Regions from separate parts of the Mus musculus genome. Here region 2 is linked to region 1. The links are chromatin contacts, called in public Hi-C maps. All regions are on one chromosome and are shown on one strand. The core of a region is the stretch at or near the end of the contact, and the rest is flanking DNA. Distances in the headings are between cores, read along the strand shown. Region 1 overlaps Pdzrn3 (PDZ domain containing RING finger 3). Region 2 overlaps Gm34335 (a long non-coding RNA gene).

What was found. A called contact is a pair of places that touch in the nucleus more often than the background predicts.
Region 2: a contact with region 1 is called in a Hi-C map of uterus, with 2.9 times the contacts expected there. The contact joins two enhancer-like sites. A contact is called at or near these places in 4 of 39 promoter capture datasets (cranial neural crest, hippocampal neurons, liver and 1 more), 13 of 484 Hi-C or Micro-C datasets (cardiomyocytes, cerebellar granule neurons, cerebellum and 6 more) and 2 of 115 datasets of contacts at active chromatin or transcription factors (embryonic basal ganglia and fibro-adipogenic progenitors).

What each region holds. Positions count from the first base shown.
Region 1 is chr6:101,213,821-101,221,436 of GRCm38.p6, reverse strand. All of the region lies in intron 3 of Pdzrn3 (PDZ domain containing RING finger 3), which reads left to right. It overlaps Gm26911 (a long non-coding RNA gene), which reads right to left. Exons shown (of 5, transcript XR_003956481.1): 3 at 1,896-7,616; 4 at 755-1,736. Among named protein-coding and RNA genes, the nearest start is that of Gm26911, 45 kb to the right of the region's middle. Within about 2 kb of position 6,161, at least 49 of the 459 cell types and tissues checked have an H3K27ac peak or open chromatin away from gene starts, as enhancers often do. A contact at or near this core is called in fibro-adipogenic progenitors and uterus, where this site is marked.
Region 2 is chr6:101,528,269-101,535,670 of GRCm38.p6, reverse strand. The region is part of intron 1 of Gm34335 (a long non-coding RNA gene); the gene reads right to left. Among named protein-coding and RNA genes, the nearest start is that of Gm34335, 12 kb to the right of the region's middle. Within about 2 kb of position 3,545, at least 82 of the 459 cell types and tissues checked have an H3K27ac peak or open chromatin away from gene starts, as enhancers often do. A contact at or near this core is called in fibro-adipogenic progenitors and uterus, where this site is marked.

The DNA.
Region 1 (7,616 bases), core at 4,912-7,411:
ATTTTTGGGTTAAATGTTACGTTGTATCAGGTGGTACTATCATTTAACCTTGACTACAACTGTATTTTAAGGAGTTGAACAACTTGTGAGTTTTTGGCCCTGAATTCCCTCCCAACCCGAATAAATGCCTCTTATCTTCTGTTTCTACATCATTATTTTGGTGGAAAACATAAGCCATATCAATCACAAAACTTGTGAATAAATTAAAAAATAGTGGCCATTTATTTCAAACACTAGCAGTACTTAGGGCAGATTGGTTTTTCTTAATTACACATAACAGTGTGAGTTTCATTCTGACATTCCCATATGTGCACATGATGTATTTCAATCGTCTTCATCCACTTAGGCTTTCTTGTCCTCCCCCACCCAGTACTTGATACGGGTTCTTGTTTTTTAAAGAATGATTTTATTTTTCTTTTTTCATACCAATAGCCACTAGTCTACTTTACTTCTGTCCAATCTTTAGTCACCCACAAACATAAATCGTTATTGTCTCTTAAAAGAAAACTGGCTCACTTATATTTAAGATTTTGTTTGGAACAAGCACGTTGAAACCCATGCTGATGTGGGATGAATAAGAAAGTGTTTGCCAACTCTGCAACTATCACCCTCTGACCATAATAACTGCACCAGTGGACAGGGTAGCACTGTGAATCACAACATACAACATGAACAAACACACATGGGAGTGTAGCACCATGAAGCAACAGAACACACATGCATGCATACACACATGCACTCATTCACACACCACCTTTCATTATCATGGGTCCACGAGAAGCCAATGTTTAAACTTGAGACTCTATGGACAGTGTCCCCAGAAAACTTGGAGCATCTTCTGGAACTTCTCGTTTAGTCTCCAAGCACATTTCTCTCATCTCCATAACCGCTGTTCTGTAAGACACTCAGAAATGAGGATTATTTATGCAGGGTTTGTGCTCCCTCTACTGGTTTTATAATTAACTAATAAGTCTAATTCCCATAACTATGCTGATGTCATCAATTATTTTTTTGGTCCATGGACATGGAATTATCTACATCAGCCTGTTCTGGTCAAATATCATCAGAAAAATTAGCAAGGAGTCAGATGAGGACAATTGGCCTACTGAAAAAAAAATGTACACTTTGCCTAGTTCAAAAAAACCTAACAGGATACAACAGCACACAGTAACATTTGGGAGATGGAGGCAGGAGGACCAGGAGTTACAGGCTGGCCTCAGCTATACAGTGAGTTCAAAACCCTCCTGGATTGCAAGAGGCCAAACAGGAAACAGAACAAAGAAAGCCTGCTGTTTGTTTTACGTTTTATTTGCTTGACGCTAGAGAAAGGCAGACTATCATGGCCTAAACTGTTATATCTTCTACCTTAGCAGAACACTAAGGGTGGGTGTCATATTTAAAGCAAAATATATGTGGTATAAATGAGAAAAACAGAAATTGTTATACCTGGATCCTGAGAGCTTCAATAGGCAAAAATAGATTACTGTAGGTAGCAGGTTGGTGAGTCCCTGACTCCCTACATCTGATGTGTAGCTCCCTAAACATGGGCATCACAGAGTGGCCATTTCTTACAGGCCTGCCATTTCTTGTAAGCATTAAAGGGTCCCAGATCTGCTGCTGGATCTGTTGAAGTTACTTCTGGTTCTAGCTCTAAGTCATCGTGAGTCGTTCCCTCACCTTTCTGTCTGCACATGGGAATATCAGCACGGACCAGAGGTTCTTGCCCCGTGGAGTCACTGTAAAGAGTAAAGAAAGTAACTCATGGGACGGATCTTAGAGAAACTCAGCGGAGATCACCATAGTGGGAAAGTAGTCACTGGCCAGTCATTGGGATGATTTTTTTTTTTAACTAAAATGAAAAGCTGCTTATTACCTAGTAATAAAAGCTAACTTACCTCACAGTCTGGAAGAAGACTCCCAAAGATATGCATTCAGTCCACCAGGAAGCACGTGTGCATTCCTGAGCAGATAGCTCAAAGGAGAATGTGCAGAACAGGCTGGGCTTCCAGGAGAAAGCTGCTACAGAAAGGGATAGAAAATCAAGACACATTTCCAAGGAACGATAAGTCAGCCCTACCAAAATGGAAACAGGTAAAAAGCATGTAAAGAGACTTAAACCTGGCCAGTATGACAACATGCAGTGATGGAATTTATAAACATCCTCTTTCAAACTTGTCTAACCCTTTGAGATTGCAACATGAAGCTTTCCCCTGTAGAGTTCACGCTTGAGAACTATGCACAGTAGGTTACAAAACAGCTCACACACTTACACACACAGTTTTGAGTCAGTTTCACAATTTTGCCTGGAGTTACATTCATAGCTAACCTTGACTTTAAACAGCCCAGGCCTCAGGTTAAACACAACCTGGGTATTGTGGACTCATTTGCTTATGGTTATTAAAACGATTATATTTAGTTATCTGTGAAATGAGCCTTGCTTTCCAAACTTATTCTAGAGCCTCTTTTTTTTTTTTTTTTTTTCCTTTTAGACAGGCTCTTACTATGTAGCCCTGGCTGTCCTAAAATTTGCTATGCAGACCAGGTTGGCCTCAGTCTCATAGAAATCCACCTGCCTCTGCCTCCCAAGTGCTGGGATTAAAGATGTGTGCCACCACACCCAGGCAACTTTTTCCATGATTGATAAAGCTAATGCTCTGTCAGGGTTTTAGTCATCCTTTTGCACGTTCTGCATGGTTGTGTCCCACTTAGCATGCGTAGGAACTGTTTTACCAGGCTCATGGTGCACTGAGAGCATACAGACCGAGTTTAGGAGCAACAGAAGAAAGACAGGAAAAATAAGGAGAGGAATGTGGAATTAGGACGGGCTTCATGTATTCTTCACAAGACAGATGTCAGTAAGTCCTGGCCTGTTCCCATCAGCTCCCTCCCTAGGATTGCCTCCCAAGGACCGTTTTCTGGACACGCTTAGTGGTAGTTACAGGGTCTCCTTTTATCCATAGGCTTTGGTGAGGGAAAGAAAGAGGCAGGAGGGGGGTCTGTCACCTCCTCCTCACACTCTGAGTTTCTTCCAGTTCTCTAGCTGTTATAGTCTTGGCTGAGCCTCCCTGGGTTTATAAACATGGTGGTAATGTCAGCCATGTGTGTGAAACTCTTGTGAAACACGGGCGCCTGTGGTCCTCAAACCCAAGCTGGCTATCTTCTCCAAGAGGGGAAGGAAAAGCTATATGGACATTTGTTTGCAAACTGGTTCTAAAATAGGGAACCATGCACTGGAATGGCTCATTGTGACTGGATTATTTAACTCTGATTCTTAATTTTCTTTTTTTTTTTTTAACTGTGCTTTTAGTAGACCTTGCCTACCCTCTGCCATGAAAATATTTGGAATTTATACTTTAAACAGCATAGGCCACTTTGCTTGTTGATTTAAAGCATGCTGGAGGTTTTATAATGGTTATTTATATTGGCTGACACTGACCCCTCTCTGAATGACCTGTTGATGTTGGACAGGGATAAGAGGCGCTGAGTACAATGCAGGAAATGGAAGGAGATCAAACAGAATGAGCATGTTAGCTTAGACCCGATGCTGCGCGCCTTTACATGGAGATCAATCCTCGACTGCATAGGGAGCCTTATGAACTGCATTAGTTGACCCCACTTACAGGAATGAGGCATTCTCTTCAGGGACTCTAAGGGAGGTCTTCGAGCTATGGTTTACATTATAGTATCAATACACTTGGCATTGTAAAACCTTTGGGTTGCATAAAAGTATATGTCAGTGGTATACATCTTTAAGGTAGGGCGCAATCATTATGGCTTGGAAAGAAAGACCATGGTAGCCGTGGTGCAGAGCAGGTCATTCTATGGAGTAAGTCCGTTTCTGTAGCTGTGGGTTTCGCTGCTGAGCCCACCTGCTGGTGAAAAGAGAGAGCTTTCTTCTCCCTACCTTGTCTCTCATCCTTGCTCTCTTTGTCTTCCATTTATTCAATGGCCCAGTGTCCGTTTGTTCATAGCCCATTTCCTATCTCACTTATCCCTGTACGGATGTCAGTTACAAGACAGGGGGGCAACACACATATTTGACAGCTGCCCAATAAATTATGCAGAAGAACAAGTTAAGGACAACTGCAGATGACTTTTAAAACAACAGAGCTGTGGCCAGTTAAAGAATTTCATTTGAAAGCTTGGCGAGAGCCCTTCCCTCGTGAATATCTTATAAAAGACATTTACTCATCCATATCCACTTAGTGGCACATGAGTATTGTTTGGAGATCGTGCCATGGCTGCTTAACATTTGGAACCAAGTAAAATGGAGTACCCTACAGAGAAAGAAAAGGAAGTATATGTGTTCAAATTATAAGTATTAAAATCCGTTTGTGAATAAGAGCACCAGCTAGATGATTCTAGAAGCCTGTTCCCAGAGATGTGCCTTGGCCTTATATGCTGTTATTTGGTGAGCATGGAGTTTCCGTCATAATCTCTACATGTTCAGATCCGTTAGTGGAGTGATAGGAAAAGCCAACTTAAATAGAATACATTTCTACCCTTAAAGTATATACTGCCATGCTAATTTTAAAGAACTCTGGAATATAACTAATATGCAGGTCCCTGGAGGAAACATCAAAAGCTTGTCATCATGTTGGTGGCAGTGAAGTTTGTTCCAGTGTAAAACCCTAGACTCACCCCACTGTGGCTATAGATAGCACTACTAGCCTAGCATCTTTATTATGTCTTTGTTTGCAGTTGGATAGTCTCTTACCCTGCCTCTCTGTAACCTATCCATGCAGTGAGCCAATCACAGATCGTGCCAGACACAAGAAACAACAAAAGCAAACAAAAAACCAAATCCAGGGCCAAGGGGATCCCTCAATGGATAAGGCATTTACCAGACAGGCATAAGAACCTCAGTTCTAATCCTGGAACCAAACTATGCAGGCCCAGCTGTACACACATCTGTAGCTCCAGTTCTTATACCATGAGGGGAAGAAGAAAGAAGACAATCCTGAGGGGCTTCCCAGTCAGCTAGCAGGGAGTAAGGAGGAGCAGCAAACCATGGAGACGCAGCCTCGGATGGAGGCAAGGTGGAAGGTGAGGACTGACACCCGAGATTGTCCTCTGGCCTTTAAACACACGCCAGGGTGTGCACACGTCTATACTCACGCGAGTCTGCACACATATGTGCTTCCCTGGGTGAAGGTCTATCTCAATGATAGAATGCTTCTTAGAGTCTGCAAAGCCCTGGATTTGATCTACACACACACACACACACACACACACACACACACACACACACACACACACACACACAGATGGATCTGTACTAAATATGTATGGACTTTTTCTTGTTGTCTCATAAACAGCATGTGTAGCAACTATTTGTGTAGCATTACAGCTCAGTATATCAGTCATCAGAGTATACAGGAGAAAATGTAGAGGGTATTATGCACAATTACTACATATTTAATGTAAGGAACTTAGCATCCACAGATTGGTATACACCAAGAGTCCTGGAATCGCTTCTCCACAGCTAACCAAGATTCACCCAAATTTTGGGGTGATAGTTGAAGATCAAATTTTCTTTTTTTATTTCCTGTAGCCAGCAAGCCATGTGTCCTCTTCCATCAGAGTCAAAATATTATTATGGCCTGGGATCAGTATGTCCATGGCTACACCAAATCCTCTGGCAAGCACCCCCCAAATCCAGACCGCTTCTCTGTGTCCTGGTACCGATCTGACTCGGTTCAATTCTCACAGTGTCCTTTGCCGTATTACACAGGAGTGCGGGGCGTCTACTGCGCAGCGAAGCAACTTCCCGAGGAGCAGCTAGAGCGTGTTTATCTTACAATCTGTTGTTTATAGAGCTCTGCGTGGTGAGAAGCTCCTGTGTCTGTGAGATTCAATAGAGAGAAAGCTGATGACCTCATAGAGAACATGAAGTGATTACAAGGGGTGGAGTCGCCTGGCGTCAGCAAGCTGTGTGCTCCTTTGAGAACCGGGAGGGAGCTATGTTTTGACACAGTGAGCGTGGTGCTAGACGAGGCACGAGAGCCAGGTAGCTGGTAATTCAGCCTGGCCTCTGAAGCCAATTTAGCTTAAGCATTTTTTTTTATAAATCCCACTTATTTATTCTCTTTAGTTGACCCTATTTGCAGTATCTTTGCACTGTGTCCTAAGTGTCAGACTTTGGCCTCAGTTGGATTAGGCGGTGCGCTGTCTTCCGTGCCCCATGTTCTCTGGTGTTTGTGATCTGCAGTTTAGAGTCGGTCAGGGAACTGATAGTCTGGTTTGAGTATTTGCATCCCTAAGACTTCCCTCTCCATCCCACTCACACATTTATCCACACATCCACTCCCAACAACACAAATATTGACTGTACCAATCATTCATTACCAGTAAAAAAAATTGGAGAGCAATTATTTTTTTTTACTGCGCTTGCCCTGAAAGACACCATTAATTACTTTATTGCCTGTGGAGCTGAGCCAGTTTCGGTGTCCCGGGAGCCTGCTCCCCACCTCAAGAGGTATTTGCAGCTCAGAGGAACACAGCACAGGGTATCACCTGGCAAGCAGGGTACCTACACTGCCTCTGAAGTGAGATGCCCCTGCCTTGGTGGTGGTTCCCTCCTGACAGGGAGCTCACAGGCCTGGACCAGCAGTGACAACGGTAGGTCCTCTGGGGACTCCACTCTGAGCAGAGGTGGGTATGTGTGACATTTGGATTGTGACAGCTTCTTTATTTTATTTTATTTTATTTTATTTTTTGTTGGTTTCTGTTTTTGATTTTATAAAAGTGTAAGAAATCCTTGAAATCCCAGAGATGACTGAGTGCCAGGGAGGAGTTTTCTGGTCCTTGATATTAATGGCCTCCTCCAAGAGAGCAGAAAAAGTTGAGACACTCGCCAATCCTTCCTGAGCAACCCATCAGAGCTGGGCTTTTGCAGGTGGGCGTGACCCAGAGCAGCCATGATGGTATTGGTGGATGGTTGTCCTCCTCATCCTGTACTGGTTAGTAGAAATACAAACAAGCCTGAAGGAATTTGCTCTTGGAGTTGAACCAGCCTGACCTTTATGTCTGCTCAATCTAGAACCCCCTCTCCCCTGTGTCGGAACTAGGAATCTCTGCATTATGTCTACATGCCATCTCCCATCAATGAAAATGACTGGAGTGTATTAATATTTCTTAGGGTCCAATGTCTGTGGATTACAGAGAATACCCCAAATCATATCATTTAGAGTTGGTATGTTTATGATTTACAATCTCAGTTTGTGTGTTTATTACCTGTGTTCCCCAGTTTTTTTACTGTAAGTTGAAATAGTTTGGCAATAACATAACAGTAGCTGAGACTGTTGAATAAGCTCTACAGGAGACAGGATAGTAGAGTTGATGGGATTGGTGGATTGCCAGGATAGTCCTGGGGCACTATAGAATGGATTTACACCATGGATTTACCTTATATCATATTTGTTTAATCCAAAAATAATTTTAAGAAGTAGTTCCTAAAAGCAAATGCAATAGATTGGGCTGACTTGTTTTCATCTTTGTCAGGACTTTAATAAATAAAGAGTAAAGCCAGTAAAGGAAAAGCCCTCCTAAGGTGCATGGTTTTGTCACTGTCCACCATGTTTCCTCAGCAGCTACAGGCACATCTTACACACCAG
Region 2 (7,402 bases), core at 2,296-4,795, 320 kb before region 1:
TAGGAGATAAACCTCTGGGTTTGTTTGTGAAGGAGTTTCTAGATACGGCGTTCTAGATGCTTGAAGACCTATGGGCTGGGGTCCTGAACTGAATAAAAAAGAGAAAGCAAATTAAGCTGCAGCAGTCAACATTCTGGTTTGTGGCCGCAGAAATGTGTAACCAGCTACCTGGCACTCCTGCCCAAATTCACTTCCTGTCATGATGCACTGCATCCTCAAATTATGAGCTAGGATCAACCCAATCTTCCTTTAGTTGTTTTCAAAGGTTATTTTGTTTTAGCAAAGAAAAAGGCGACTAATGCAAGGAGCATTAAAACATGTGATGGACATTGATGATTTGGGCATGGGTTGCCTACCACCCATTTTTTCATTGAAATTTATTTATATACACGTCAAAAACAAATGCTTCTTTCTTCTCCTCATTCACTTCTCCACATTGATACCTCTTTCTTTTCATCCAGCAGCTTGATCATGTGGAGATACCCAAAACCCCCATGTGATTCTCATCTTAAAGCACTATATAAATCTACAACCTTCTATATAGAGAGCCCTACTTATGAAAGCTCAAAATCTCTCATCTCTTTGGCTATTTCTGATTACTCAAGATGTCAACCCAGCTTCTGAATTCTGATAAACAGCACTGATTAGTCTACCAAGATTTTTCATTCAAATGAAATTATCGGGCTCTATAAAATTATAATAGCTCTTTGGCCCGGCCCTGTGGCTTCAGGTATAGTGTTAAGAAAGATTCAAAAATGGGTTTGATTCAATAAGTCAGCAACTGTACAAAGCCTGATCAGTGTCCACAAAGATGCACAGTTCCATCATTGACACAGAATGACAGCCCTTTGTTAGGGAACACTTGTCATGAATCAGCTAAATGAATCTAGCTAAATGAGAATTTGAAAACACCCAGATGGCTATATTTATTGGTACAAAGATGGAAATTCTGAAGCGTGGTAATGTTCTCCTCTCCAAAGTAGAGTAATTTTAGAATTACTCTTAATATGCAACTTTAAATCATGCGAATTAGAACAATGAGCCACAGCATCAGAAATCCTGGTTCACTGCAGATAAATACCAGGAGGTGGCAGCATCTCCTTCGCCGTGTGATTCTGAACTTTGAGGCCATCAGCATCTGAAAGTTAACAATCTCACATAGCAGAGCAGCTGCCCAATTTGTTGGCTATTGTAATCTTTCTTTTATGATACACTCTTTCTCTTTTAAAAGAGATCCATTTAGCCAATATAGCCTTTAAATATGTGCACAATACTAATGATCTGTAAGCGGTGTGCCAACTCCCCCACGCCCTCCTATTTCCTTTCTGTTGGCTTTTATATGAGCAAGCCTTTGCATGTCTAATTGTATGGAGACAATTAGCTGACTATAAAATGCTGCCCCTCCCCCCAGTAACTTGCATGCGCAACTACTTACATAAGAATTCACTCACATATACTGAAGTCCTGCAGTAAAATAACAGGACCGAGGATTTATCTGAAACATCCCACATCCTGGTCCCTAAACACAACACCACATAACCATGTTACACTGTCAGATGATTTCATTTTGCTTTCTACCTGTTTTTTATATAAAGATGAAATGGCTGAAGTTACTACTGTCTTTCTGGTAGCATTATTATCAGACATAAATCCAGCAGTGAATGAAGTCAATATTAACTGAGTCTCAAATGAGGGGGCAGCAAATACATGCTAGGCACTGCTAATCATAGGTGGTAATGCCTCAAGGAGGGTCCAGTCTCAGGCTGTGCTCCTCAGTATAGGAATCACAAGCCTTCTAAGCTTTGGGAGTTGACAATTAGCATTAAAGTAAAATTTAAAAAAATCCATTCCTTGGGTACAATGGCCACACTTCAAGTGTTCAATCACAACCAAATGTCTCTAGTGGTAGCCGTATTAGAAACACAGATGTAGGAACTTCTACCATGACTGAGTTCTATTGAACAAGGTTGATCAGAAGGACCATCCAATTCATGGGAGTCAGTGATTAGTTTAGAATGTACTGTTAGACTGATATATGCAGGGGAGCGAGCGGGTAGGCTAGGGAGATGTCTCATTGGATAAAGTGCTTGCTTATACAAGTGTGAGGATCTGAGTTCAGATCCCCAGAACCTATGTAAAAGGCGAGCAGTACAGCAACTGTCTTTAATCCCAGACTTGGAAGCCAAAGACAGAAGATCCCTGGGACAAGGTGGCTAGCCAAACTAACCGGAATTGATAGATAAAGGCTCGTTAAGAGACCCTGTCTTGATTAATAAAGGGAGGACTGATTAAAGACAATACTCAGTGTCAAACCTAGGGCTCACCCACAGACATGCTCCTACATACATGCCAAAATGCATATATATACCCTATAAGCACATTCCACACACATGAAAACAAAACAAAACATAGGTAACATAAGAAGAGTGACAAACTCTTTGCAACAGCATTGAAGAAAATAATATACATATAGATAGATGAATATATGTGTGTGTATATATATATATATATATGTGTGTGTATGTATATATATGTATGTATATATATATATATATATATATATATATATATATATCTTCAATTAAGGAAGTTTTGAAGTTCCCCAGTATCCTGAAGCAAAGGTAAAGTCTGTGGAAAGATGCATCATCGACATGATTGAGAAAGACGAAAGGCCACAAGACGGTCAATGCCTGTGAGCTTCTCTGTATTATGGAAAGATAAAAACTGAGTGGCAAGAGAGTTTGTCAGGAAAAGAACAGGGGACTGTGAGGCAGCATCACTATGTCACTGTTTTGAGCACTGAATGTGTTAGCTCTTCTTATTCAAACAGAATGAAGGAATTAATAGTGGCCCCTTTATTCTGGGCACAGAAACAAGGAGCAGAGCGACTCACTCTTTCCACAACAGTGTCTGAGTGGAAAATGAAACCTAGTTTTCTTCGGTCTTGCTCAGAACCTCCCAGAACAAGACTGCTTTCCCTGACACATACCACACAGGACTAACAGGAGACAGCCCACTGGCCGTGTCACCAATAACATAGCTGGCCCTGTCACACCCTTATCTATCCCACTCCCTACTGAGGCGTTCCTCCCAAATGAGGGGGCAGCAAATGCTTTCTGCCAAAGTTAAAGCATATTCAAGCCGGCTTTGAACCCGCCTCCAACTTTCTGTGGTTACAGTTCATCGTCTGCTGGCAAAATGGGACTTCCTGGTTCTAAGATTAAAAAGACTTGGGAAGAAAAGGGAGAAAAGTGAACGACTTACATGACATCAATTGACTCTTGCAAAACAAAACCCTGGTGGGCAGAGCATCCCAATTATCCCAATTACATTTCTGAGAAGTGTACACACTTCCAAAGGTTTCAATAGAACAGGCTTAGAGGGAATATGTTTGGGGTCTCAAGACCTTTAAAAAGAGTTAGAGGCCAAACACAGCACATAGTGAGGACTATAAAGATTTTTTTTTTGGTAAGGATGAGAACGTCAGGCAAGAAGCGCTGTTGTAATCCCGTGTTCCAAGAATTGCTGGTCTTTCATAAGAGCGGAGGTAGGGATAGTGGGGGAGGGTGCAGGCTGAGCTCATCTTGTGGTTTTATTTAAACTGGAGTAGAGAGAATCAGCTTTGCTTTTTATTTCCATACAAATGCTCAAGGGGCCAGAATCCTCTCACATTCCTAACTCAGATCATTTTAGCAGTAATCGTTCTGAAATAAAAAATGCACCAAAGATGCAAGTTACTTCCTGGTAAAGAGTTACCAAGAGAGACCAAAGGAGCACATAGCAGGCTCCAACAACCTAGGGTTCAGAGCCTCCTTTTCCTCCCAGATGGCCAATTATTATTCATGTGACAACACCTCATACAATTTGATAGAGGAGAGCCCCAGTCAGGCCAAATGCTCACCTGCTTGGGACTCCATCTTTCTTTGTCATCTTGATTAGAAACTTGGGGGAAGGGAGTTGGCCTCTAGGGCACAGGGCAAATTTTCTTTAATAATGGCTAAAAGAAAAGGAGGGTGTAGCTGGGCATCCTGCCACGTGCTGCTGTGACTTAGCTTGGCACCTTGGTCATGTTGCCTGACAAATTTTAAGCTCCATTTCCTCATTAGTAAAACTGGGAAATCCCATAATATTTCCCAGTGTCTATGAGGATCAATTTGAGATTGCATGAGCTGTAGCCTTTGTGTACCTAGCGAAAGACTTGACATACAAAGGAAAGGTCTGGTTAATGAGGGCCGTGGTGTTTGTTACTGCAGGTCTAACACAAACTGACTAGTATATTGCAGAGCTGGGAAAAATGACTAGTCTCACAGATGAAATCATTTTCAAGTTCCTATTGTCTATCCCATCTTCATTAAGAAAAGAAAATTGGTGAAGACACCTGAGCTCAGCTCTTTATGGAATATTTAAATATACTATACACTATTAATAATTGGCTTGGTCTCTAGAACTCAGTCATCATTTGTAACTGAATATTATACCCATTGAATAAAAACTCCTCTCCCTCAGCATCCACAACCACCAATTCTGCTCTCTGTTTCTTTGTGTTTGACTATTCCAGATGTCTCACACAAATGGGTGCTAACCAACTTTTTAAATGTAGCATAGTATCCAACACTTCATTGATATTAGTCCATGTGGGAAATGTTTCTTCTCGTTAAGAACAGAATAATATTCTATTATGTCATATTACACATCTTATTTATCAATTCTCCTTTGGGTGGGCATTCAGTTGATTTCTTCATTACCATGGCTTTTGTGAAGGATACATTGATGATCAATAAGAATAATGATTTGACTTTTGATATCTTATTTTGTATTATTTGGGAAAATCCTCAGGAGAAGTGTTGTTAGATTAAATAACCATAACATTGTTCTATATGCTTTTCCATGGTAGGAGATTAATATTACACTCTACCACACATTTCTCCACATCCTTACCAATCCTTATTATCTTTTGTTTTGCCTGTTGTTTGTTTTAAAACCATCCTAACAGATTTAAAACAGTATCACCCTGGAGAGTTGTGAGTGTCTCTTCACAGAACTGGTAGCATTTTCTGTAACCTTGTTGGAGAAAGGTCTGCTCAAATCCTTTGCGTATTTTAAATTAGTTTGAGTTTCTGTCTGATTCTTTGTTTGGCTCTGTTATATTGTTTTGGTTTGGTTTTTTAGTTTGGTTTTTGAGACAGGGTTTCCCTGTGTAGCCCTGGCTGTCCTGGAACTAGCTCTGCAGACCAGGCTGGCCTTGAATTCAGAGATTCTCCTGCCCCTGCTTTACCAGTGCTGGGATTAAAGGTGTGTGTCACCACCAACCAGGCCAGGTCTGTCTTTTTCTTTCACAATTAAATCAAACAAGTTCTTGGGCTGTTTTGGATAGTATTCCTTATTTTTCAAGTTGTTTGTGACTGAGTGTGTGATGAGAAATGAACTAAGAAAAGGATGGTTATATTGGCTCATGTCTGAGAGGATGCACACCATAATGGTGGTGAGGGCATGGCAGTGGAGTGCTCTGTAACAGTGCGAGCACTGGCAACTGCTTGCTCATGTCAGCAAGGCAAGTGAAACTGTAATTTTCAATTGGCGTTCCCTTCTTCCTCTTAGGTTCAGTCTGGGCCCTCGCACCTGGACATGGTGCCATCTACCTTGAGGGTGGGCCTTTCCGTTTGGGGTAAACCTCTCTGGAAACAGCCTTATAGACACACCTAGAGGTGTGTCTCCTATATGATTCTAAATCCAGCCAAGTTACTAATGATTAATGCTCTTAGCTCCCTTGACTCACAGTATGAGATACTCTATGGGTTGGCTTCCTTTTCACTCTTAGTTGTATCCTTTGCTATGCTGATGTTTTTTAGTTTGATGTATCCCAATTGCCTATTTTTGCTTTCATTGCCTGTGCTGTTTCAGTAATATGAAGAAATCATTGCCAAGGCTTGTATGGGAAGTCTTCTCACTTTTCTTGTGGGAGTTTCATAGTTTCAAATCTTACTTATATGTGTTAATCCATATTGTGGTGTGTGTGTGTTTGTGTGTGATAAAATAGGGTCAACTAGTGTTGGCTTTTTTTGCATGTGGATATCCACTTTTACTAACACCACTTGTTAACATTATCCAGCCCTAAATTTAATTTCTAACTACCTAGGAACATTGGAAGCAAAGTAAATCTATCATTGATATTAACTTCAGTGCTGACAAAATCTGGCCTATAACTTCTTGTTAATTTAGAGTCATTAATCACAACCTCAAACTAAGTCTCAACCTGTATCACCTCGGGGGGATCATTCCAGGCCATGCTTGTGTTATTTATCAAGGAATGAAGCACTTCCTCTCAGTGGGATCAAAGTGGCTTTCCCCAAGGCCCGTGGGGCTCCCTAAACCAAGGGGGTAAAACCTAGACCAATGGCATTCATGCTGGGCCTGCCTTGCATGAAAGGCCATGCCTTTCCCTCACTCAATTTCCCAAAATGACTCAATTTCTATTTTACTGGGGGTTTTTTCTTCCCTCCTTTATCCTGCTCTTGGTTTATTTCCCTTGATCTTAGAGTTCCCCAGGCCGGCATCTATCCATGTAAGTATGTACTACCTGGTATATAAGTTGAGGGCAAATTAAAACCAGACAGAACTACTGCAAGGGGTGATCTTTAGAACATTCCTGCAAACCCAACTAGGCTCCATGCATTGCTCCCTCCCTGTGCTGGTTTTCATGGGTCCACAACACTAAGTCAAGCTGGGTGTTATGGTTTTAATGTGTGCTCCCCCAAAGTCAATATTGGAAACTTAATTCTCATTGTAAGAATCTTTGAAACCTAGCGTGAAGGGTGTGGTGTTCGGTGGGAATAATGTCATTTGATCTGAGAGTAATTCCGCATGTGGGTTTCTTATAAAAAATGATTTCTTCCTCCTTTTTCTCCTGCCTTCTCTTTGCCTTTCCATCATGGAGTTGTGCCTTAAAAAACGGTGTTTGCCAGAAACAGACCCCTTGACCTTGAACTCCCCAGGTGTCAGAACTGTGAGAAGGAAAGTTCTGTTCCTTATAAATTAATCAGTCTCAGGTACTCTGTTGTAGTAACATAAGATGGACTAAGACACTGGGGAAAAGAAAGAAGTCTGGCCAGGAGTGGGATCTGCTTCCTTTCCCATGAACTTTGACAAGTCTATACAATCACTTCCTTGGCACCTGGAAGTTGAGTTGTCAGAATGAGAAAGAATTAACATAGTGCTCTTCTTTCTTAAAAAACAATCAGAGATAATATTGTAATATAGTAAGAAATACATTTGGCCTCTGTGTGTCTTGACACACAGTCCCTAAAGCCTTTGGAATTGCCTGAAGAGTAGGAATGACTTCTGTTATTCCTAACAAACCTCTCACAGAATCTGAGTGTACACTATCAAAGTTACTTAAGATAGG